Linked DNA regions of Mus musculus: all the other regions are linked to region 1. Evidence: chromatin contacts called from public Hi-C and HiChIP or PLAC-seq data. All regions are on one chromosome and are shown on one strand. The core of a region is the stretch at or near the end of the contact, and the rest is flanking DNA. Distances in the headings are between cores, read along the strand shown. Region 1 overlaps Grb10 (growth factor receptor bound protein 10). Region 2 overlaps Spata48 (spermatogenesis associated 48). Region 3 has its middle 28 kb from the start of Gm11998. Region 4 overlaps Gm11998 (predicted gene 11998).

Region 1 (5,885 bases), core at 1,778-4,277:
CTTCACAGCTAGGTGTGTCATCTTTTCTGCTGCCTTTTGAGATCTGAAGTATGGAGACCTAGATCTAGCCGAGGTTTAACTTGAGTTCTGGGATCCCAGCTTGAGGCAAATTGTGGCTGTTTAGAGAAGTCCCTGGACTGTAGCTAGAAATGAGACGGGGATGCCCAGTGAGACAGAGACAATGCCAGTATCCCGTGACAGCCCAGCGTAAGATATATCAGCTCATCCTGTGTCAAAAGATAAAACCCTCTGCTTGGCACCACCCCTTTCTCCTCTGACCTCCTACTCACTCACATCTCTCCAGGGAGGCCCTGCCTGGTTGCCTGTCTCCTCTGTAAGAGGCAAGCCCAGTGTGTAGAGGGTGAGCCCAGGCTCATGCAGTAAGGCAGGGCTGGTGGCCCCTTCAGAGCAGCAGCATCTCAGTTCCCTATCTGTCTGAGGAGGCTGGTGTCACTGACCCTAGCCTCTCAGACCAGTGGTGACATTAATTCAGCACATAGGAAAATGTAGGCACAGTGCAGCTGCTTCCTATATTTGATACAAGACCTAACGCCACAGCTGCCACTGTGGGTGCTTATTTTACCCTCTTCTCTTGTGGAATAGAACAGACCACCAGAGACTTGCTCAAACAGCAGCCAAGACCCAAGAAGGGCAAGGCCACTTTGCAGAGTCAGTAACTAAAATGTCAAAAGAATAGAATCTGTATCTGAGATCACTCACATGTAAGACCTTTGTTGAAGCAAGGTGCCACAGCAAATCCCAAGTAGCAGAACACCCCTGAGGAAACTGAACATTCGTATACCATCTCATTAGGAGTACCCTTGTGAGTTTTCCAAAAGCAGCCAGGCAAAACCACTAGCTTGGGCTGGGGGTATAGTTCTGTGGTGCAGCATTTGTCTAGCAAGTACAAGGCTGTAGGTTAGGAAACATGTTTATTCCATAGTTTGGGAAATTTTGCATTTTCCCCCACGTTCTTGGGAATTCACATTTCCTACTTGATCTTAGAAGACCTGAAAAAGTGAACAAAGAAAACTCAAATTAATCTAGAAATTTTTGAAGGAATTAAAAAAACTTTACATATTTTAAGTATTTATTAGATATTACATATTATAAAAATACATAAAAACAGTTCCCACTGAGCCTACTTTGAATATGGTGCTAAATTGCCCAAGATAAAAGTGAAGGCTGCCCCTGACTGTCACAGTTGATTGGTGGTGTTACTAAGTGCTCAGAGCCCCGAGCATTACAGCCTCTGGAGCCAGAGCATAATCCTCTTGCTTGGACGACGTGACAGTACCTTCATGTCTCTGTTCAACTCTGAACAAATGATGCAATCACAGCAGGGAGTCGTGACCTAGAGCCGACCATGTGCTTGGCTAAAAATGAGACAGGAAACCATCCCAGGAATCTCATGTGAAATCCCAGCCTAGTGTTTCTCTACACTATAAATATCTTATATAAATTCTATAAATTTGAGACGCCTAGCTGATTACTATAGCCTCAGATCTCTCTTATCTTGAAAAAGTACTGCAAACATGAACCTTTAAATTTTATCTTGTAGAAAGAACCACCAGCCTTTAGCTACAAGGAATGAGTCTGTGCCTTCCCTGCACATGGACCAAGGTGATAAGATCCTTCTGCAGAGTCAGTGACCAGCAAGGGGAAGGGCTTATTTTTTGAATATTGATGATTCAAAAAAAAAAAAAAAGCCTCTGACTTTGCTAGAAACCAGAAATCATTTTCCTAGGAAAATTGATTTGCGAATTCTTACTTGATGGTTCAGCTTTAAATTTCATTAGAAAATGGGAAGGTCGCCAGCTAGTGAACTTTTTACCTGATTAGCTTCTGTCCTAGTTAGCTTCAGCTGTCAGATTGACACAGCCCAGAGTCATCTGAACAAGGCTCAGTTCAGAGATTGCCCAGATCAGATTGGCCTGTGGCCATGTCTGTGTGAGACTGTCCTGACTGATGTAGAAGGCCCAGCCCACGCCTAGGCAACCCCATGCAGAGGTAAGCGAGTCTTAGCTATATAAGGGAAGCTGGCTGTGTGAATTTTCCTGTTGTTCCCATACTGAACCCTTGCCTGACTTTCCACAGTGATAGGCTGGGACCTAGACATTATAAGTCAAGTAGCCCTTTCCCACCAAGTTGCTTTTGGTCAGTGTTCTATCTCAGCATCAGAAAACAGGCTAGCATCCCTTTTGCGATGGCTTGGCTTGCCAACTCAAGCAGCACTCTTCCCTGTGTTTGCATCCACAGTTCACCTTGTAGGGAAAGCAGCTTGTTACACCCACAACACGAAAATGTCTGCTCTTCATAGCTGCAGCCTGTACATTACTCACACAAAAGTGAAATCTGAAATGCTTCAGACTCCAACATGAGGCCACAAGTAGAAGACTCCACCTTTGCTACTTCATTAAACTATTAACGTATTAAAATTATTGTTTTATTATACAAAAGAACCGTCACCCTAAGGATTAGTCCACTCTTGAAACATAAACTTTAGGTTTAGACTTGGTTTCCTCCCCAGTTAACCTCATTGGGTAAATGCAGATAGTCCCCAGACTGAAGAAACTTAAAATCACAAACATTTAAGGTAGGCCACACTTGATCTATGAGCAACTGAGAGGGTGGATTTTCCCCCCACACTCCATACCTCTGATGGTCCTACTGGTTTAGAACAGAGGTGTCTCATGAAATTATAAAGTTGAAAGCTTTTTGTCTTAGCTGAGGGTATTCCATACAACTGGAAAATGTTCACCGACACTACCAAGCCTTAAATCTTAGCCTCTTCACTCTCGTAGCAGGCATTAGTCTGAGTATAAAACTGCCTTCCTTGCCGGCTGAGCTGCCTTGTTCACGTCTGTGCCTGTGCTTTTTGCCCAGCATGGCACCTCCCTCCTCCCTCTTTCATGTCTGGGTACTTGTCTCCCAGACATTCACCTCACTCTCTTAGCTAGGCTGAGTGAGTCAGGACAAACATAAAAACGATAAAGACTCCCTGGAGGGAAGCGAGTGAGGGTATTTTGAGTGTCTTCAGCAGGGAAATGGGGTAAACACCCTCCTCTCCTGTGACCACGAGTGCCAAGTTGCTACATTTCTAGGAAAGAGAGTACAGATGTTGACCTCATCTGGAAAGGTTAATAATTACATGCCTTCAGATTCTCTAGAGAACTACATGCAAATGACTACTTGTTTATCTTTCACCTTACCTCAAAGTAGTTTCCTTCTTGTAATTGTATCCGCAGACATTCCGTGCTAAATCAAAGCAGTAGGTTCCTAACGGTTTTATAGTATTCTGGCATCTTGGATTCATTTATATGTGCAGTTCATTCCTGGGCTTTTATCCCTGAAAGTGTTTCTGTTCACACCGTCCCCACTTTCCCCACCAAGCCCTGGAAGGGAACCAGATCAGCGGCAGCAATATCATAAATATTTGAAAGGGGAAGCGACAGTTTTTCCTTTTTCATTTAACTCTGGAATATAAATATGAATTCTGAGCATTGAGTCACAACAAAACAGTGTTTTAACAAGCTTGCCACCACTGCAGCAAAATAGATCTGAGGCACCAACCCGTAAGGATAAAAAGGTTCTTTTGACTCAGAGTTATAAAGGGCCCTCCTTGGAGTGGGGGTGCTGCTGTCAAGTGAGGCACAGAGAGGAAGAGCTCAATGCCACAATGTCTCCTTGACAGGCAGGCCCACAGGGGCTGCCCACAGGGGCCCACAGGGGCTGAAGAACCACCCAAAGCTCCCACTCTTCCAAACTTCACCAGGCTAGGGACCAAGTCCCGGACACATGGACCTTTGCAGACACTCAGCTCAAACTGTAATAGTAAGACAGTAGGCACTTTCTCTCTGTTTTTGGTTTCTAAACATGCTCCCCAGTAAAAGGAATAAAGTTTTTTAAATAGTAAAGGCAAGGTATAACGAGGATGGAGGAGGCCGCTGGAAGAGCAGAAAAAGGAAGGAAGATGGAGATCAGGAAGCCTTGAGTGTGTGGTCCCAATAGACATCTCCAGGAGTGGGGCACAGCAGACCTGGTGACCCAAAGGGATCTCAGCATCTCTTCAGTGGTATTGCCTGCCCTGAACCAGGTCCTGGATATGTTCTACTGAACAGCCAGAGCTCTTCAGGACTTTTTAGACCATAGAAAAGTCCCAGGAAATAAAGACCTACAGAGTAAGAGACCTAATGGGGTACAGCTCTGTCCAAGCGGGGCCCATGAATTAGACAGTCATGTGGGCCACTGAGAATTCCCTGCTGTTGATCATTGAACTAGAGTTATATAAGAATGTTTCCAGTTTAAAAAAAATCACATAGTCTAGCAGACCCCAGTAGACAGAGAAGAGAATGGAAAGATGAGCAAGTAAATGAGGCCAGAGGCTGCTATTAGGGAACCCTGATGAAGCACATACAGAAATCTATACTACTTAAACATCTGTGCAAGTGTCAAAGTATTACAAAATAAGATGTTCAACCAAAAATAAAAAATAAAAATAACAAAAAGCCCTCTGTATAAAACCAAAACTATGCCCTGTCTACACACAAGGTGACAGACATCACCAGAGCAGGCCACCAAAATTCTTTGCATCTACAAGAAGGTTATCTTTGAATTTTTGATGTTTATATTAATTTCCTTCCAGATTCAAGGCCAAGTCATTTTGCTTGCCTGGAGCATTATGAAAACCTCTAGCTCAGCAATAAGTCCCCACCCAGGACCCATCAACCCTTTGCAGAGTGACTTTCCATTCTAGCCTGAATGCATACACACATACATCTTCTCACTGTCTTTAACCCCCTTCACCTTCTAACATCTGACACCCCTGGTTTTTGCCTCTGTTGTCTGCCTCTCCTCCACTTAAATGAAGCTTCATCTACCAAAGACATTTATTAGAGGGGGCAAATCCATAGAATCTTCATGCCTGGCACTGAATAGGTTCTTAGGGAGTATCAGCTGAGGGAATCCGTTTTAGAATGCACTTCTCACTTCATCCCCTGCAAATGGACCTGAAATAACTTGCAAATTTTCACACAGTCCAACTCAAATCTTTTAAAAAGTTTTAAATTACATTTTAGATTTGTTTTATGATAAGTCTAGTAAACTTCAAATAAAAAAATGCCTCTTTTTTGGAAAAGAAATGTTATAAATCATACTTGTAGTTCTGTATTGCTGAGTTCTTTGATGGGATTTCTAGGTTATAAAAGTGTTATGCCACAACTTCAGGCAGTGTTTCAGTCTAGCAGTTGGAAGTTGCTACATGATTTTTTTAATTCACTCTCATTTGCTGAGATTATTAGTAAAGGCAGCTGTACTAGAGTTATACTATGCATTACAAAGAGCTGTCTTCCATTCATGGACATATGTACCCCATGCTCCACCCTGTCACCTCCGCAGTCATGTCTGTACTGCTGACACTGGCCAGGCCCAGTGAAGGAACCCATAAGAGCCCAGCACGATAAGGCTTTGTACATGACACTTAGGAATGATCTGTGGGTCTTTTAAGAGCCACCTACTCACTGGGGAATGGGCCTCAGATAAAATAAATCCACTAGAGTCTAGCTCTTTTCATATAGATAACTTCCATTTGTATTCAGTCAGGAGACCTCTTCCCACTCCTGTCCAAAAACAAAAAAAAACAAAACAACAAAACCAAAAAAAAAAAAAAAAAAAAAAAAAAACCCACAGCCTCAAATCAAGAGATCTGAGGCAGTGTCATTTGCTTTTGTATCTGTCCTGGAAACCTCTTTGACTCTGAGAATACCAACCATTTGAAAGAAGAAAGTAAAAAGTGTACCATTAGTTTTGTGTCCATGTCCATCTTGAGATTGGACCTCCTAAGGCTCTGCTCAACAGACCCCTATTCCCTTGGTTTAAAGGAATTA
Region 2 (5,885 bases), core at 1,106-3,605, 460 kb after region 1:
TCATGCCCAGGAAAGGCATTGAAAAGAAATGTCACTCAAGCTATTCTGAATTCCTGTTCTACCTTATGAATAGGTTGGATTCTCTTGGTCCCCAACCTACTCTCAAGCTATAAGTTCCCTAACTTTGAATGCCTCCTTTATTTTTCAAAATAGTGTGAGCAAGCCAGAAGTGCAGAAACCAGTTCTGTTCCCGTTCTGCAGACAAGGAGGCTGAGGTCAGAGAAAATGACATGAGGAGCCCCAAATGGCTTGTTTCAGGTTACATCTAGATAATGGATCTTCCACAAGTGCCAAAATTAAGAAACTGTCATTTATAATGAGAAAACATGTCATGATTCTGTTTGTATGGATGTGTTATATATGTATGTAGGCATAATTGTAAAGAAAATATATAATGCAGAAGTTATTTTTCCTTCATTGGTTATAACAGGAAAATGCTTTAGTGAGAAGTTACTTATATAAACTTGGTGTAGTGTCTTAGAGGAATATTATGCAACCATTCAATGAATTGTGGAGAAAACGATCAGTGTTTATTTATAAATCTTACATTCATGCAAACTCTGTGTGTGAATATAGACACACCATGACATATATCACAGACTTCATAGACACATAGATAAAGGATCATCAAATCTCCAACACTGGTGTTAAAAACCAAAGAGACAGTTTACTTCCTATACTTTAAAAATACTTGGATTACTGTTCCATCAGGATATGTAGATGTTAGAAGGTGAGCTATGCTAATACTAGAGGTGAGCACAAACATGGGATAGTTGTATCAGCTCTGGAAAATGACTAAACAACTGGTTTGAGAATGCTGCTAAATTTTCACCTTGTAATCTATTAGAAAGGAATCTCCATTAAGGAAATAGTTTTAAATCATGAAAGACATATGTAAAAATATTTGAGGGGATTATGTATAATAGCAAAAAGAGAAAGGAAATAATTTATATATGAATTTAAATCCCTCAAGTACACTACATTTGAAAGAACAGAAATGGTGTTTAGGAAAGTCTATTTCACAATCATGCTGCAATGCAGAGGTAGTGCTTGCTCCCTGGGGCATATCACAGCAATGGGTGCTCCTTGTGGCATATCACAGCAGTGGGTGCTCCCTGGGGCATATCACAGCAGTGGGTGCTCCCTGGGGCATATCACAGCAGTGGGTGCTCCCTGGGGCATATCACAGCAGTGGGTGCTCCCTGGGGCATATCACAGCAGTGGGTGCTCCCTGGGGCATATCACAGCAGTGGGTGCTCCCTGGGGCATATCACAGCAGTGGGTGCTCCCTGGGGCATATATCAGCAAGAGTGAGAAGGGCATATGACAAGCGGGAAAGGTGAGTCTAATAGCAGTTATGTTCTCATGGGAGAGTTTGTGTTTGCTATTGTTTTCTGCACTCAATTCTTATTATGATCAAATTCAATTCTACAACAGAAATAATGAATTACATTTTAAACTGTTGAAGTGTTCTTCACCAATGTAGTCCAGATGACCTGATAACTAGGAAAAGAAGAGGGAGGAGGAAGAGAAAGGAGAAGGAAGGAAGGAAGGAAGGAAGGAAGGAAGGAAGGAAGGAAGGAAGGAAGGAATCACCTGAAGGAAGTTTGAAAGATAATGCCCTGCTAGGGGTGGGGGTGAGGGTGGGGTAGGGGCGTGGGGTGTTGATCAGGACACTGTAAATCTACTGGGTAATGTTTTGTGTTGCTGAAGGACAGCATTTTGGTAAATGTAAGGTCATGATTAAGCATCAATCTTCCAGACCCTAAAGAATATCACAGGGTACATTTAGGTAAGAAGTTCCTTTAAGCTGGGAAACTTCAAAGAAAGTCATGCTTGCATTTGAATAGGACATTTGTTTGTTTGTTTATTTGTTTTCCCCTACTTGGTACAAAATAAAAATTTGAATTTCCGTATTTGAGACTTTATTGAGATGAAGACATATTTTATAAATTCTATAATTTTGTTAGCCCAGTGTGATATTGTACAAAATACATAACATTTAATTTGAGACCTATCTGTAGGTAGTACAACTACCAAGTGGGCAAGCAGGAGATCAGCACAAAGCCAGATGCGGGGCTTCTCATTTGGAGCATGGAAGGAGATGGCGAGGTTCCCGGGGCACAAGGAGTTCAGAAGAGTTCACTAGAAATCTATTTCGCGAGGTCGGTGTGGACACACACACAGGCATTTACTTCGCAGTTGAGTGTATTAAGAACGACACTGTGTGTCACAGCATCCATAAACACTTCATGATAAAAATGGGCAACATTTGTTGTGTTAAAAGGTTATGATTCTGTTAAAAACCAGAAAATCAATCACGAGAAGAAACTTTGCAACCTGGGACGCCCTCTAGCGCTCATATCGGAGAAACACAGCTAAATGTCAGTTGTCTATGAAAACACAAGCTTCAGCAAGATAAGGTAAAAGGCACTCTCCCAAGTTCTTCAAAGAAATGCCCTGTTTTTACATTTAAAAAAAAATTAAATGCCTCTTATTTTCGTTTCAGCCTCTTTTAAGAATGACTCCAAGGAAAGTTTGATTTCAAAAGCAAGGTTGTCTCACAAAACATTTCAAAGTTTAAGTATATACTTGAATAAAAAGAAACATTACCAAAATCTTATGCTTGGTGAACACTTTAAGGTTGGCTTTCTCCTTTCAATTTTTTAAAAGAATTATTGTTTAAATAGTAATGACTTCCTTGCAGAATTTATGGGAGAATTTTACACTGGCTCCCTCAGACTTGACAAATGGTGGTAGGTGTCATCAGCCTTTGGAGTGCTACATGTAAAAATGACATCTCCACAGTCATGGGTCAAAAAGCAAAGTCAGTTGTGTGTGTGTGTGTGTGTGTGTGTGTGTGTGTGTGTGTGTGTGAAATCGTCTGTCCACCAAGAGTTTTAGCTTGTTGGAGGCAAATTCTTTTCTATTTTATATCTATATTAGGACAGCTCTTAGCTCTTCCAGCCCTAGACAGACATGCTTAATTAAATTCCTCGATAAAACAATTTATATAAATGTACTAAAGCTAAAGTTAATTTTGAAGGATATTTTATAGCCTGACAGAGAGGAAAAAGGAATTAGGTTAAATTAATAATAGAAATAAACAAAATACAGGAGATTTTAAAAAACCAAATATTTAACAACAGAATATAGCAGAAGGTGATCCAATAAGAAATTTCTCTACTTCTGTTTGTGGGCATAACATCTTTTAAAAGATAAAATTAATTAACATTCAGCTAGTTGCAACAATTTATGCCATGACTATATGAAGTCCTTGGTAAGAGCTGTCAATCACAGAAACCAATGTGAGAATTTCTCTAACATTTGACAACTCTGTAGCATGGAAGAAAGATAATACAACCACTGTTTCAGATAACTGAATAAACAACATAACTTTAAAAATGTGCCCCTCAAAATGACCATTTCTTGTCCTTGTGTCTAAACAATGTAGTATGACAGCTACTTAGATGCATGTACAGTGTACTAGCTATCACAAGAAATCTAGGGAGGATGCACACAGTATGTTTTGCCAAATATTAAAGCATTTTATATATGGATTTGAGCATCTTCAAGTTTCAATATCTGCAGGTCTTTGGACCCAAATCCTCTGACCCTAAAGCAAAGCTCTGAGCCTGTATGTATACGCTATATACATTTTCTAATACTTTTATTAGGTATTTTCCTCATTTACATTTCCAATGCTATCCCAAAAGTCCCCCATACCCTCCTCCCCCCCACTCCCCTACCCACCCACTCCCACTTTTTGGCCCTGGTGTTCCCCTGTACTGAGGCATATAAAGTTTGCATGTCCAATGGGCCTCTCTTTCCACTGATGGCCGGCTAGGCCATCTTCTGATACATATGCAGCTAGAGACAAGAGCTCCGGGGTACAACAGCCATAAACAGTTGTGGAGGCTGAACATGATGTCCCCATCATAGTCTAGGGAGTTTTAATATTTGGTCCCCAGTCTGTGGCACTCTTTGGGCAGTTTAGGAGGTATGACTTTTCTGAAGGAAGTACATCATGTAAGCCAGGCTCTGAGGTTTCAAAGCCTTGCACCAGTTCCATTGCTCTTGCCTTTCCTTGTTTGTTTGTTTGTTTGTTTGGTTGGTTGGTGAGCTCTCAGGTTGCTGTTCCAGCTGCTTCCTCCCAGATAAGATCCACTCATAAATAAACCCTTCCTACTGCAAGATGCCTTGGCCATGGTATTTCTATTGCAGCAATAGGAAAGTAACTAATTTATCAATAGGAAAGTGACTAAGGTAACAATAGGAAAGTAACTAAGGTAACAATAGGAAAGTAACTAAGGTAACAATAGGAAAGTAACTAAGGCAACAAAGGGAAGTTTCTAAGGTAACAATAGGAAATAAGGCAACAAAGGAAAGTCTCTAAGGTAACAATAGAAAAGTAACTAAGGTAACAAAGGAAAGTAACTAAGGTTACAATAAGAAGTTACTAAGGTTACAATAGGAAGAAACTAACATAACAAGGAAAACATTTTATAACATCTACTATAGAGGGATGTGCAGTAGTCTAGCTTGTTTTCTGACTCACCATAATGGTGCAAAAGTGGTATGTATTCAGTAGAAAGCGTGCCTTGAGTTTGAATGCAGGTCTTTTCCCTGGCTAACTCTATGAGATCCAGTTCTCTGTTACGTTGCTAGGGTGCAGCATGGAACCATGAGTCAGGTGCAGGATCCCAGACAGGAACAGTTCCAGTCCCATAGCATTGTGTGTTGCCAAGTGAGAATGACTTAGGATGGGTTTATGCAATCTTAGGACAAAGAAGGTCTGTCTGAGTCTATACATTCTATGGCACAGTTTCTCAGACTGTGCATCATGCCATATAACTGAATGTGGGCATCATAAAAATTTGGTAATACTTTTCTGAATGCAGAATCACCCCAAACTGATTCATGATCAACTTGTAATAACCTGAGGTAGTTCAGGCAGTGTGACCTGTGTGTTATCATTTTGTTTGACGGCTGCCTTGGTTCTAAGCACACACCATGAGTCCTTTGCCCTGCTCATACCATCTGGCCATGCAACGCCAATTACTGAAGCATGCAGGCTCAGACTGCAGACTGTGTCTGCTTAAACTGCATGACTTACTATATAGACAGGGGTTTCAGATTTCATGGAAATATTATGATTCAATTATGAAAGACTTTTAGTAGTTTTGTAGCATCATTCTTAGCATGGAAATATAACTTAGTATAACTTTAGGATGTACGGCTAGGTGGTTTGAGTTTTTTAAACAAGATTTATTTTTATTTATACAAGTGCCTGTGTCTGTTCACCACATGCATGTGGGTGCTGGAGCCCAGAAGAGGAACTCCAGTCCTCTGGAGCTGGAGTAGCAAGTGGTTGTGAGTGCCTGACCTTCTTGGGAACTAAACCTGGGTCCTCTACAAGAGTAGAAAGCTCCCTTAAGGACTGAGCCTTCTCTTCAGCTTCAGAATGTTTGATTTTGAGTTGTCTTAAATTTTATTTAAAGAGTTGTTCAGTGAATTTTCGTTTGTGGTTAAGGCAGACGTACCTGTCATTTCTGCCATTTTATGCCCATTTAACATATATAGGACTTAGGTTAATATATAAGGACACCATATAAAGTGAGATTCTCAGAACTGATGGTTATAAAATCCAAGGACTGATGACCTGTTGGTCAGCCAAGGCCCTTTATGAATGCTCTCTGTCCCTGGTGGCATTTTGTGACACAAGCACTTTGTGACAGTGACTCAGATGGAGACACTGATGTCACAGGGATAAAGTGACTTACTCAAGGAACCCCAGGTGAGCCCCCAAACTGTCATTTCATATAGGTGACTATTTCTTTCAGGAAATTCACATCTTTCTTTGTAAGTTTTGGTTAATAACAAGC
Region 3 (5,885 bases), core at 2,459-4,958, 430 kb after region 1:
TCTTTTTTGAAGATGCTCAGCAACACAGCATACAGATCTGAAGAGGCAGTGTCCCTGCCTTAATAGGGCATAGACCCCAGCAGCCAAAAGACCCTAAGTATAGGGAAGATGAGGATTAGTTTTCTAGTCTTGCTAGTTGGAACTTGGCTGTATGACACCTCTTTGCTTGCTGCTTTTCAACTTTACACATGGCCAGTGCTTACAATACTAACTTATTTTTTTAAATTTAATTTAATTTTATTTTCTTACTTATTCACTTTACATCCCACTCACTGTCCACCTCCCAATCCACTGTCCACCTCCCACAATCCTTCCCCCATCTTCCCTCCTCTTCTGTGAGCAGATAGGGACCTCCTGGGTATCCCCCCGGCACTCTGGAACTTCAAGTCTCTGTGAGGCTAGGTGCTTCCTCTCCCAATGAGGCCAGATAAGGCAGCCCTGCAAGAAGAATATACCCCATGCATAGGCAACAGCTTTTGGGATAGCCTCTACTCTGGTTTTTTGGGACCCACATGAAGACCAAGCTGCACATCTGCTACATATGTAAGGGGTGGCCTAGGTCCAGCCCATGTATGTTCTTTGGTTAGTGATTCAGATTCTGAGAGCACCAAGGGTCCAGGTTAGTTGACTGTTGGTTTTCCTCTGGTGCTTCTAACCCCTTCAGGACCCACAATCTTTCCTCCTATTCTTTCATGAGAGTCCCAAGTTCCATCCACTGTTTGGCTGTGTGTGTCTGTATCTGTCTGAATCAGCTGCTGAATGGGGCCTCTCAGAAGACAACTTGCTCCTGTCTGCACGTATTATAAAGTATCATTAATGGTGTTAGGAATTAGTGCTTGCCTATGGGATAGGTCAAGTTGGGTGGGATATTGGTTGGTCATTCCCTCAGTCTTTGCTTCCTCCCCCATGCCTTCATTTCTTGTAGACAAGATAAATTTTGGGTTGAAAGTTTTGTGGGTGTCTTGGTGTCTCTATTGCTCTACTGGGGTTATAAAACCAACTTCTGATAGAATGTGAGTTCAGATCTGCAGAAAGCCAGATAATGGAGGGATATGCACCAGGTCTGACTTCATGTGGAGGGTGTGGTGGATCCAAGCACAGTTCCTCCAAGGGTGCAGTCTAGTTTTTCCTTCTAGGAAAGACCACATTGAGTTTTGTATTTTTAAAGTAAAACACTTTATTTTGGTGTTTGGGAAAAAATCAATTTCAAGAATTAACCCCAACTGACTTAAAGGAGTTCACACAGATCAGTAGTTGTCTCTGAAGTGTCCTCTGGGGGATACAGAGGGAGTGCCATCTTTCTGTGGCCTGCTTGCCCTGAGTGATTTGTACACAGCTACCATCAGGGTTTGAAGACTGCTAGGCTGAGGGAATGAATGATAGGCCACAAAGCTGTGAGCCCAGTAGAGTAGATGTACATTCAAAAAACAATGAAGTTGAGACTTCAACTCTCAAATTTACTCATTCTTTTATTTTTGTTTCCAAATAGCCACACTCTACTCTGTGTCTGGCACTGGACCTGGAGTGACAGACAGGACAGATGGGAAGGGCTACATCAAGGACCTAGACTCTGGGGAGTAGTTATTTATAAATTAACCTAATCAAAGAAGTGTCCTATAAGGTGTAGGAATGGCCCTGGTAATCAATCTCTTATGTACTAAAGTCCTAAAAACATTTTATTAGCAATTGTAAACTGAAGGAATTTTCCATTCACTAAATCTCAGAACACATGGATTGCAAATAAATATTCAAACAGGCTATATTAGGCTTCAGGAGGATCTGTGTAGGGAGGGGAGGAGGAAAGCGAGGCATTAATAGATAGATGCTCTTCTTGCCTACTGTTTTCTCCACTCTCCCTGGTAAGTCTCAGGGATAATGTATACACTATTTTGTGTTATTTTTTCTGAGGACAAATGTGATTCTTTGGTGTCGAATGGCTGCCATGTGAGATGTCTAATCTGTGTCATCTAAGTAGATCTCAACCAGGTTGGAATTGTGTCTGAGTTGCTATGTTCCTCCCTAAACCCTAGGAAGGAGAACTAGCTGTGGATGCAGGTCAGAATTCACAGGCTGACTCTGACTCTGAAGGCTGGGTCTATTTAGCATAAACAACTTTCCTTTTCTTGTTAGGGAACCAGATGAGAGAAGATTCAGTGCAGGACTAATGCGTCAGTGGAATGGTTAACTTGAAGTGTTTGAAAGATATATCTTTCTTTGGGAGCAGATGTGAAGACCCCACACTGGCAAGAGTTTGCCTATGGGAAAGAGGAAGCTCTGGCTTGTGCTTTTGTGGTCAGGGTTGGGGGATGCAGTCAGTGTGGTGAACTGGGAAAAGAATAACCAGGGTATGAGGGGCCCTTTCCTATTGTGTTTGCAATTCAGACTGGAAGATGGTTGTGTTCCTGGGTCCCTAGAGATGTGTCTCTACATAGGGAGCAGTGAGCAGCTACGACAGGCACTAATTTTTATCTGGCATCCCTAATGCCTCTAGCATCTTCAGTGCACAGTTGCATGGGGTGGTTATTGGCAAATGTTTGTGAATAAGTGACTGACTAATTTGAAATGATTGAATAGATGATAGATCTTGATTGTAACTAAATGAAGCAGCAGCTCAAGAGGAATTCCGTTAGATTGGCTTGAAGGAGGGTAAGGTTCTCATTTCAGCACAGATTAGTATTTGAGAGGGGACCAGATAGTGGGAGCACATCTGAGAGGAGTTAGGGGAGGACTCAGAGTGAATGATTAAATGCATTGTACAAATGTATGAAGTTCACAAAGAATGAATAAAAATGCCTTTAAAAAAACAAACAAGAACCATTCATCTAAGTCTCATTTTCTGCATTGTAAAGTCTGGAGAGGAGTATCTACCTCACAAGATGCTTTGAAAGATGGATCAGTAGGTTTATGGGTTTGCAGAATTTGTCCTGAGCCTGTATCATGGGAATTCTTCAAACCAGGAGCACCCACTACATGTTAACATGCAGATTCACTTCCTTTTGTTTTAAAGTCACATATTCAAGTATATTCCTGAGTCAAATTATATTTGAGTTTTCAGATGCTTGGACAGGGCAGTATGTATGCACCATGCTTGCATGTACCAACTTCCATCTGGCAGACATCAGGGACAGGACCTGGCAATGAAGAGAGCCCACTACATGTATTCAGAAGGCAACACTGAGCAGGACCACCACAGCCCCCAGGTTCCGCACCCGGGGTTGGGGGAATTCTAAACGAGGACCCTGGGGCAATCCCCACTCTTCCTCAAACGGTCACAGGGTTTGCAGCAGATGCAGAAGGCTCTGGCTTCTCCCGAGAGGAAATGTGACCGTGGAGAGGCACTGGATAAAGGGAACTTCTGGGCAGACTTTGTCCAGAAATTTCCTGTTGAGTGTTTCACTTCACATTTAGGAAAGGATTGAGGAACTTTTGGGAATCAGTTCACAAAGGCAGAGGACTCAAAGAAACGCAAAGGTCCCGGGAGCTTCTGGTCACACAGCTGCACTGACGAAGGGCCTTCCTGGCTTCCTTGAGCTTATTTTATATCTTGTCTTTGTTCTTCAATCTTATGTGGCCCTGTGTACATTGAGAGGTGTGTGTGTGTGTGTGTGTGTGTGTGTGTGTGTTTTCTTTCCCTCCAGACTATAAAAAATGAACAAGCCCCGGAAGTGGTATCTCTTCCTGCTCACCCATCCTTTTTGCCTTTGTGAAAGTGCACCAGCATAACCACCTCCTACCGTAACGCTTCCCGTTTCTTCTACTCCTTCATACTGAGAACCTCGCCCCACACCGGACCCAGTGAGATTTAAAAATTAAAACCGGCCAAACCAGAGAATATAACACTTATGTTAAAGTACGCTTTAAAGCTGTGTGCCGAAAGGAGTCTGTATCTTCAGAAGGACGATTTTAGCTTTGCTCTGAATGTTTTAAAAGCAGTTTTTGGAAGATGGGAGAGGGTGAAAAAAGAATGCAGGTCTTTCTTTTCATTTCATGGATCCTTAACCCATATTTAATGCAGAGCCTGGATTTTAGACATAGCAAGTGTGCTTGTAATTATTTCAAACAGTTAAAAAAGCTAGTTAATGATGTTCAACATAAGTAATCATGTTAAATAGTAAAATTTAATTTCTTAAAAACTTAAATCCTCATATCTTCTGGAATGCATTGTACTGGAGGATGTCTGAGTAAATTAAATTCTCTCCTGCACACTAAAGCATCAATTTCCTTATGGTAATTATCTGCTAGATTGGATCTGTCAGAGGCCGGGAAGCAAGGCTGACATTATACCCTCTTTACAAAAAATGATTACAAAAAATTAAGACGAATGAGTAAAATTAAGGCTGTGGCTGGTAAGCCTCTATAAAGCTCTCATGGATCCTTCTACATAAGATACCATTGTACCCTGGACTAAGCTTTTAATGACTAGCGTATAATCAGGTGAAGTCCATTAAAGTGCAGCAGAAGTCACGATAGCAGAGATAACAGCGAGAAATGATTTTCCGCCAAGTAGAAGCAATTTATTATACACAAAAATGAATTTCTAACGGAAGTGTCTGGATGGATGAGGAACTCTGCTAAGGTGACAGGATTTCTTTCCTGGAAAGTTTCAAAGAGTGGTGGAGCACAAGACACACCATTGGCATTCTGGGAATGGAGGTGAGTGGAATCCCCGGCCCTGACAAAGCTTGCTGCAGTGTGACCAGTGCCTCCAGAGCCTCCAGAGTCCCACGGCCTCCAGAATGCAGTCCTCTGATCTAGGTTCCTCAGGGGTGAATCAGTAAAGCGATCTCTTTCGATTTTGTCCTGGACATCGGCTGATGGTAGTGTGGATAACTGAACTGTTTGTTGTGATTGTTGATCCAGCCATGTATAAAGCACTTAGGTAATATAATTGCATAGCTATCAGGGATGGTGCATTAGTTTAATTAACTGTGAAAGAGTAAACACAAGCCCCATAGAATCACAGGGAAAGCAGGGCATTAATTAGTCATGAAAAATGCATAATAGCATTCAAGATCTAGAGTGCATCACCCAGGTATCTTCTGAGTTTCATCTTTACTGCCCCAGAAGTCCTTACTCAGCTCCGGCTAAGCCTTTCCTCTCGGTTTGTTTGTTTCCAAGGCCCCTTTCTCCTTGTGTAGTAACCAAGACCACTGAGTCAAGTACCACTCTGCAATGATCCACCCCTCTAGAGCTCCATGTCATGATCTGTAAAGATAATATCACTAATGACATCACAGTATATAGGGTTTCTATGAAAGTGGCTTGATAGGTTACCCATCACTGGTGCTGTACGGTAGAAGTTTTAGCTGCTTGCACCATGGTATCTGAGTTCCTCTTGCTCTCGTCTGTGAGCACAGAAAATGTAGTTTGGTTCAAATTAAAGAACACATATGTGTATTCAGTTCACACATCTTGAATGAAGGGAAATGTCAGTAAGACAGTTCAGTAGGAAGCAGTGCCTGTGACCAAGTCTGCTTAGCCAAGTTTCATCCCTGAGATTCACATGGTGGAAGAAAAGAACTGAGTCCTGTAATTTGTCCTCTGATCATCACATGCATGGCATGGTGCACCCCAACCCCATGTAAATAAATAATAAAGGTAATAAAATCCAGTGGGGGATAAAGAAGAGCTCCTGAGGGACACAGTCAGTCTCACCCAGCCATGCTTGTATTGACCACACCAAATCAACACAGATATATGAACTGAATACACATTCTTACAAAGGCAAAGAGAAATGCATGCGTGCAGCAAGACTGGCTGATGGCTCACTCTGCTTGACTATCTCCTTGTAGACCTGAATCTGTTCATGTGTTGGCACTTCAGTAAAGACAGGAGAGAAACTCCAGGAGGACAAGAGGAGACATCTTTGTGTGGTAACATGTGTA
Region 4 (5,885 bases), core at 1,975-4,474, 400 kb after region 1:
AACATGGGCTTAGAAGCAGATGCCACTGGAAGTTGAGGGAAAGTAAGGCCTCTGCAAAGCGGGAACCCAAGGGGCATCCTTTATGTACATTAGGAATTGAGGCCTCAGGTGTCCTACTGCCTCATGTACCAGGAAGCCTCTCCCACTACTACTTCTGAGTTGCTTGAAGCTGGTTTCTATATTTTAGACATTGGGTGTTGCCCAAAGACTGGCACATCAAAGGCTTGCTTAAGTTGACTTTGAGCAGTAAAAGCTCTGAGAAGGATAGTAGTGAGGGGTCCTCAGGTCATTAAGAATGTACCCTCAAAGGGACTATGGGACACTGTGGTCTCTCCATTGCTTGGTAGCCACAAAGTGAATAATTTTCTCTTCTACATGGTTCCACCGTAGTTATCTTGTCATAATTCCCAGACAATAAGGGCAATCACTGTGGTCTTGAACCTCCAAAGTCACCAATCAAACAAACATTTCCAAAGCACATTGCCTTAGGCATTTTGTTGATGAATGGATCACGGGTCTGGCTCCCTAACTCCCTCTTCTCCTGTCTGTTCTCATCCATTGGGCCCTAACATTCTCAAGTGCTGACAAACTTGTTCTTCTCTTCCTTTAACCTTGCCAAAGATCCTGAAACTGCAGGCTAAAGTCCAAATCCTTAACTGAAGCTTTAAAGCCCCATGGGACCGGTATGTCTTGGCTCTAGCCCTCTAAAACCTTCTTCTGGTCTTTTTCTATGAAGAGTGCTCCGGGTTGTAACCTGGAGCAAACTGCCTGCAGTATGAACACATGTTTCCCGAAGAGCCCTGGGTGCCTTAGGTACATAGTTCCAGCATCCAGACTAGGAGGAAACAGTATTTGAGTCTTCTTCCAATTAAAAAAAAACTATGTGATTCAGTGTTTTTTTTTCCATGCATATGTACATATGCATTACATATGTGCCTGGTACCCTTGGAAGCCAGAACAGGATATCAGGTCCCCTGTGTACTCTCTAGTTAATATCAACTTGACTCAAGCTAGAGTCATTTGGTGAAAGGGACTCTCAATTAGAAAGTGTCTTCATAAGATTTGCCTGTAGGCAAGTTTGTGTGCATTTTCTTAATTTTTGATTGATGGTTGAGGGCACAGCCCATTGTGGATGGGGCTACCCCTGAGCTAGTAACCCCAGGTTTTATAAGAAAGCAGGTTGAACAAGCCACGAGGGTCATGCCAGTAATCAGCTCTCCTCCATGGCCTCTGAATCAGGTCCTGCCCCCAGGTTCTTGTCCTGTTTGAGTGCCTATCCTGACTTCCTTTAGCAATAGTGTGACATGAAAATTGTAAGGTGAAATAGATCCTTTTCATCCCCAAGTTGTTTATAGTGTTTTATCACAGCAATAAAATCCCTAATGAAAACACCCTGGAGCTGGAGTTATAGATGAGCCACCACGTTATGTCTGGAATTGAACCTAGGTCCTCTGTAAGAGCAACAAGCAGTGCTCTTAACTGCTAAGCAATCACTCTATCTCTGTTTTGATGTCTGTTCATGAATGTTATATTATGTTATGATTGTGTAAGATACTGATTGATCAATCTTGTCCAGCACATTTACTAACTAAATTGTGGCGAGTGATTAATGAGTTTTTGATCAAATAAAGTTTTTGGAATAAAGTGCTATATTCATGTCCTCTCATCAGAAAAAGTTATTGTTTCTCAGGCCTCAGAGAGTGTGCCCCAAGGTCTGAAATTCAAGTCATGGAGTTCGGGGTGGTGAGACTGTGGGAATGCCCAGGAGCTTATAGAACTGGTAAGGATCAAATTCCTGCCAAAGTGGCCGCCTTGCTATGGCACTCACAGATTCTCTCTCTGAGAAACAAGATGGGAAAACTGCTGAACCAGAGGGAAAGAAAAGGGGTTTGGTGATTCTGACTACCCAGCAAAGAGAAGTCGCTCATACAAAAAAAGGAGGGAGGGGACAGAGGAGAGAAAAGAGCAGAAAGACCTGTCAGTGCAGACAAGGAGACTTGGCCAATGCTGCTCTTTCATCTTGCATCTCGGCATTGCTGAAAGATGACTCTTCTGTAGAGACCAAAGAAGCAGCATCAGACAGAGCCCCAAGTATCAGTCCCTGCGAGGAGTCCCTGTGCTACCCAAATATCAGTCCCTGTAAGGTGTCCCTGTGCTACCTGGGACGGATGCTCATGAGTTCCTAAACAGAAAAGGGACACACACACACACACACACACACACACACACACACACACACACAATTTCTGCAAGCCACCACATGGGCTCAGTTCCAGGAGATAATTTTCAGTGGCATGACCCACTTTTTTGGCTCCTTTATATACCAAGCTGAGCTTGAGGGGCCTGGAGAACACAGCTGCAACTCTTCCTGCAGCACAAACCCCAGGAAGGACGGGTGACGAGAGCTGCCTTCTGGGGAGAGCTTGGGGTCCCTGGAAAATGATCTGGGATCTCCTCTGCTGCTCAACACAGAGCTGGTACACACCAAGCCTCACTAGACTTAGGGATGAGGGCTAGGTCTTCAAGAGTTTTAACAAAAATGAGAGATGAACACTTTCTCACCTAAAACAACCCAGTCAGTGACCAGGGGTACCAGGAGCCAACGTGTATTCAGTGCTTACAAGCCCAGCAATGTCAACAGTAAGTTGTTTCATTTACTCAACCTGGCACTGCCCCCTGCTTTACAAATCAGGAAACAGACTATACATGCCCCTGGGCTTAGAGACTGGGCCCCAACTCCCTAGCTTAAGTGGTGTTTCTGTGCTTGATACTGGCATAGTCGAAGGAGCCGAGCAAGGGCATGGGGAATGCTGGGAGAGGAAAGCACAGTAAGGACAGACTGACTCAGGCCTGTCAGTCCCCCATGTGCCTGCAGTCTTCCAACCCTACCCTTCCAACCTGGGCCAGTGCCAAAGCCTGCTTGTATTTTGCTGCTGAGTGGGGACGAGACAGCTGGGAGGGTACTACTGCTCAGCTACGGAGAATATCAACTAAGTTCCTATAGCCTTTGATTTGTAGGTGGCAAGGAGCAAGTCAGATGAGCCAAGTGCATCTGGAAAAGCCTATAACAGTAGGGAGGCCTTGCTCCCAGCTAAAAAGGAGAAAACTAGATCCCACTGCATGAAGCAGTGACTGTTGGGAGGAAGTGGAGGCAGCTGGTAGCAACCAGGCACTCTCCAGCTCTGGGCAGTTCCTCTCATGTTGAAGCCAAGGTACGGATGTGGTTTCCAACTCTCTGGAGGCCCCAGAAAGATATGTATCCTGGCCTCATGCAAGCTTGATTTAGAGATAAGCGCTGGCCTGGAACCAAGAGGAGCTGGGTTGCCTAGCACAGATCCCCAGCTTTCCCCATGCGTTGATCTCTCTTCTTGCCTTCCCTGCCCCTCACTGCCACATTGCTGCTAGGTCCAGGAAGTACTGAGCATGCTCTTCTGGTGACCTTTGAGTTTGGGGCCCCCATCTTTAATGTTCCTCAAACAAGACAGAGGTAGCACTTCCTTCCTCCTTGGAAGAGGCCTTTTGGCATGTAAGCACCTGGCCTTCACATTCCTCTGAAATTTGCCTGAACTTAGAGTTGTTCCACTCACTTGGGGCTAGAAAGGGCACTGGACCCACACAGATCCACCCCAGAAAGGCTTTTCTGACATAAAGGATCCCATGGTCTTTTCTCAATCCTTCATAGACGAGATTTAGATCTCTATCTTTATCATTTAAAAGCATTTGCCACACAGTGGGTGCTCAGTGATTCTTAATATAGAATGGGTGGAGAGGATGCGAGAGACAGAGGGAGGAAAGAAGAGAGGGAGGGATTTTCATCTAACTCTTGTATTTACTTGTTAACCGTGTAAGCTTAGGGGTGTGTGCAGATATGTGAAGAAGGAGAGGGATCGCACTGTGCATCTAGAAATCAGATTGGTCATTCTGAGATGCTACTTAAGGCCATGTGCCGAAACTTCCTGACAAATAATAATGTTAGTTTTGTTTTCCTTCTTCAGGTATTGTAATAGCATGATGGTGCAGCTTCATCTTCAGCCTGACGGGATTTAGAAGACTCAGAGGGTTTGCTTGTAGATGTGTCTGTGAGCATTTTTCTACGAAGGGGGAGATTCAGAATAAAATAGAAAAAGGAGAAGGTCCCCCTCTCACCAGTGTCTCCTCTCACCAATGTCCCCTCTCACCAGTGTCCCCAATTACCAGAGTGCCCTCTCACTAGTGTGCCCCCTTCACCAATGTTCCCTCTCACCAATGTCCCCTCTCACCAGTGTCCCCTCTCACCAGTGTCTCCTCTCACCAGTGTCCCCCCTCACCAGTGTCTCCCCTCACCAGTGTCCCCTCTCACCAGTGTCCCCACTCACCAGAGTCCCCTCTCACTAGTGTGCCCCCTTCATCAGTGTCCCCTCTCACCAGTGTCCCCAATTACCAGAGTGCCCTCTCACTAGTGTGCCCCCTTCACCAATGTTCTCTCTCACCAATGTCCCCTCTCACCAGTGTCCCCTCTCACCAGTGTCCCCTCTCACCAGTGTCTCCCTAACTAGCTTCCTCTCTCACCAGTGTCCCCCTTCACCAGTGTCTCCTCTCACCAGTGACTCCACTCACCAGTGTCCCCCTTCACCAGTGTTCCCTCTCACCAGTGTCCCCCTTCAGCAGTGTCTCCTCTTACCAGTGTCTCCACTCACCAGTGTCCCCCTTCAGCAGTGTCTCCTCTCACCAGTGTCTCCTCTCACCAGTGTCCCCCCTCACCAGTGTCTCCCCTCACCAGTGTCCCCTCTCACCAGTGTCCCCACTCACCAGAGTCCCCTCTCACTAGTGTGCCCCCTTCATCAGTGTCCCCTCTCACCAGTGTCCCCAATTACCAGAGTGCCCTCTCACTAGTGTGCCCCCTTCACCAATGTTCTCTCTCACCAATGTCCCCTCTCACCAGTGTCCCCTCTCACCAGTGTCCCCTCTCACCAGTGTCTCCCTAACTAGCTTCCTCTCTCACCAGTGTCCCCTTCACCAGTGTCTCCTCTCACCAGTGACTCCACTCACCAGTGTCCCCCTTCACCAGTGTTCCCTCTCACCAGTGTCCCCCTTCAGCAGTGTCTCCTCTTACCAGTGTCTCCACTCACCAGTGTCCCCCTTCACCAGTGTCCCCTCTCACCAGTGTGTCTCCTCTCATCAGTGCCCCTCTTTTTGTCATTGTGTAAGCTGTTTATTTCTGTCCTGCCTTTATCTATGAATCTGAACCCTTTGAAAACATGAGTCCCAAATAAACCTTTTCTCTTTTAAGGTTTTTCTGTCATGCATTTACTTACAGCGATGACAAAACAACACATACCATGCTGGATGGTATTACTTTCTTCTATACATACTAATGGAAGCTACAATTTTATCATTAAAATACTCAAGCATTTCAATGTTCAAAGGTATTAAAGGTGCATACTATCAAACTAGGTAAATTTTTGTAAAGGTATTTTGTGATTAAACACTACTATAATCACACTATACATGACAATGTATTGTTTTTAAGTGTACCACCTCAGTGTTCACCACAACCTTTCAATATGGACATTTTTTTCCTGATTCTACAAAGAGGATATCACTACAAGATAGACATTTATTATACTGTATAAAAATGGTAAGAATACAAAAGTCGAGGGTGCAAATGACCCTGCAGGGAAAAAGGAAATAAAGTGTACAAAATCTAAACTCAGAAGAGGAAGGGTCAGTACAAAAGTAAACCCTCCCAGGCATACCAAACCAAGCCCAGGACACTGAGGGGGCTGAAATATTAATAAATGCCGGAGTATTATTACCAGTAAGATTTTGCCTCCTGGTCTTTGCTGGGTAACTTCTGATTCCTTAACCCTAGTGTATGCAAGGTTTATTATTGCACTTAGAAGAAG

What was found. A called contact is a pair of places that touch in the nucleus more often than the background predicts. HiChIP or PLAC-seq counts read pairs in DNA pulled down with a chosen protein or histone mark.
Region 2: a Hi-C map of the G1E-ER4 cell line shows a contact between it and region 1, with 3 times the contacts expected there. The contact joins two enhancer-like sites. A contact is called at or near these places in 3 of 15 datasets of contacts at CTCF or cohesin (embryonic stem cells, large pre-B cells and stem cell-derived epiblast-like cells), 49 of 484 Hi-C or Micro-C datasets (B cells, CD8 T cells, the CH12 cell line and 23 more), 1 of 115 datasets of contacts at active chromatin or transcription factors (the 230-238 cell line) and 2 of 9 other capture datasets (embryonic stem cells and pancreatic islet).
Region 3: a contact with region 1 is called in an H3K4me3 HiChIP or PLAC-seq map of the 230-238 cell line, with 12 read pairs. The contact joins two enhancer-like sites. A contact is called at or near these places in 4 of 115 datasets of contacts at active chromatin or transcription factors (the 230-238 cell line, acute myeloid leukemia and large pre-B cells) and 1 of 9 other capture datasets (embryonic stem cells).
Region 4: a Hi-C map of pro-B cells shows a contact between it and region 1, with 3 times the contacts expected there. The contact joins two enhancer-like sites. A contact is called at or near these places in 15 of 39 promoter capture datasets (the 3T3-L1 cell line, 3T3-L1-derived adipocytes, the C10 cell line and 8 more), 4 of 15 datasets of contacts at CTCF or cohesin (embryonic stem cells, large pre-B cells and liver), 81 of 484 Hi-C or Micro-C datasets (3T3-L1-derived adipocytes, the AtT-20 cell line, B cells and 44 more) and 11 of 115 datasets of contacts at active chromatin or transcription factors (the 230-238 cell line, acute myeloid leukemia, astrocytes and 5 more).

The regions. Positions count from the first base shown.
Region 1 is chr11:11,958,208-11,964,092 of GRCm38.p6, reverse strand. All of the region lies in intron 4 of Grb10 (growth factor receptor bound protein 10), which reads left to right. It overlaps LOC102631979 (a long non-coding RNA gene), which reads left to right. Exons shown (of 2, transcript XR_381046.3): 2 at 1-5,687. Among named protein-coding and RNA genes, the nearest start is that of Ddc, 63 kb to the right of the region's middle. RefSeq lists an enhancer at 1,472-2,237. Within about 2 kb of position 3,027, at least 77 of the 459 cell types and tissues checked have an H3K27ac peak or open chromatin away from gene starts, as enhancers often do. A contact at or near this core is called in the 230-238 cell line, CD8 T cells, the CH12 cell line and 4 more, where this site is marked.
Region 2 is chr11:11,496,586-11,502,470 of GRCm38.p6, reverse strand. The region is part of intron 7 of Spata48 (spermatogenesis associated 48); the gene reads right to left. Among named protein-coding and RNA genes, the nearest start is that of Spata48, 36 kb to the right of the region's middle. Within about 2 kb of position 2,355, at least 13 of the 459 cell types and tissues checked have an H3K27ac peak or open chromatin away from gene starts, as enhancers often do. A contact at or near this core is called in CD8 T cells, the CH12 cell line, the G1E-ER4 cell line and 2 more, where this site is marked.
Region 3 is chr11:11,526,739-11,532,623 of GRCm38.p6, reverse strand. No RefSeq gene overlaps it. Among named protein-coding and RNA genes, the nearest start is that of Gm11998, 28 kb to the left of the region's middle. Within about 2 kb of position 3,708, at least 75 of the 459 cell types and tissues checked have an H3K27ac peak or open chromatin away from gene starts, as enhancers often do. A contact at or near this core is called in the 230-238 cell line, where this site is marked.
Region 4 is chr11:11,561,775-11,567,659 of GRCm38.p6, reverse strand. The region is part of intron 1 of Gm11998 (predicted gene 11998); the gene reads right to left. Among named protein-coding and RNA genes, the nearest start is that of Gm29945, 6.8 kb to the right of the region's middle. Within about 2 kb of position 3,224, at least 131 of the 459 cell types and tissues checked have an H3K27ac peak or open chromatin away from gene starts, as enhancers often do. A contact at or near this core is called in the 230-238 cell line, the CH12 cell line, the G1E-ER4 cell line and 3 more, where this site is marked.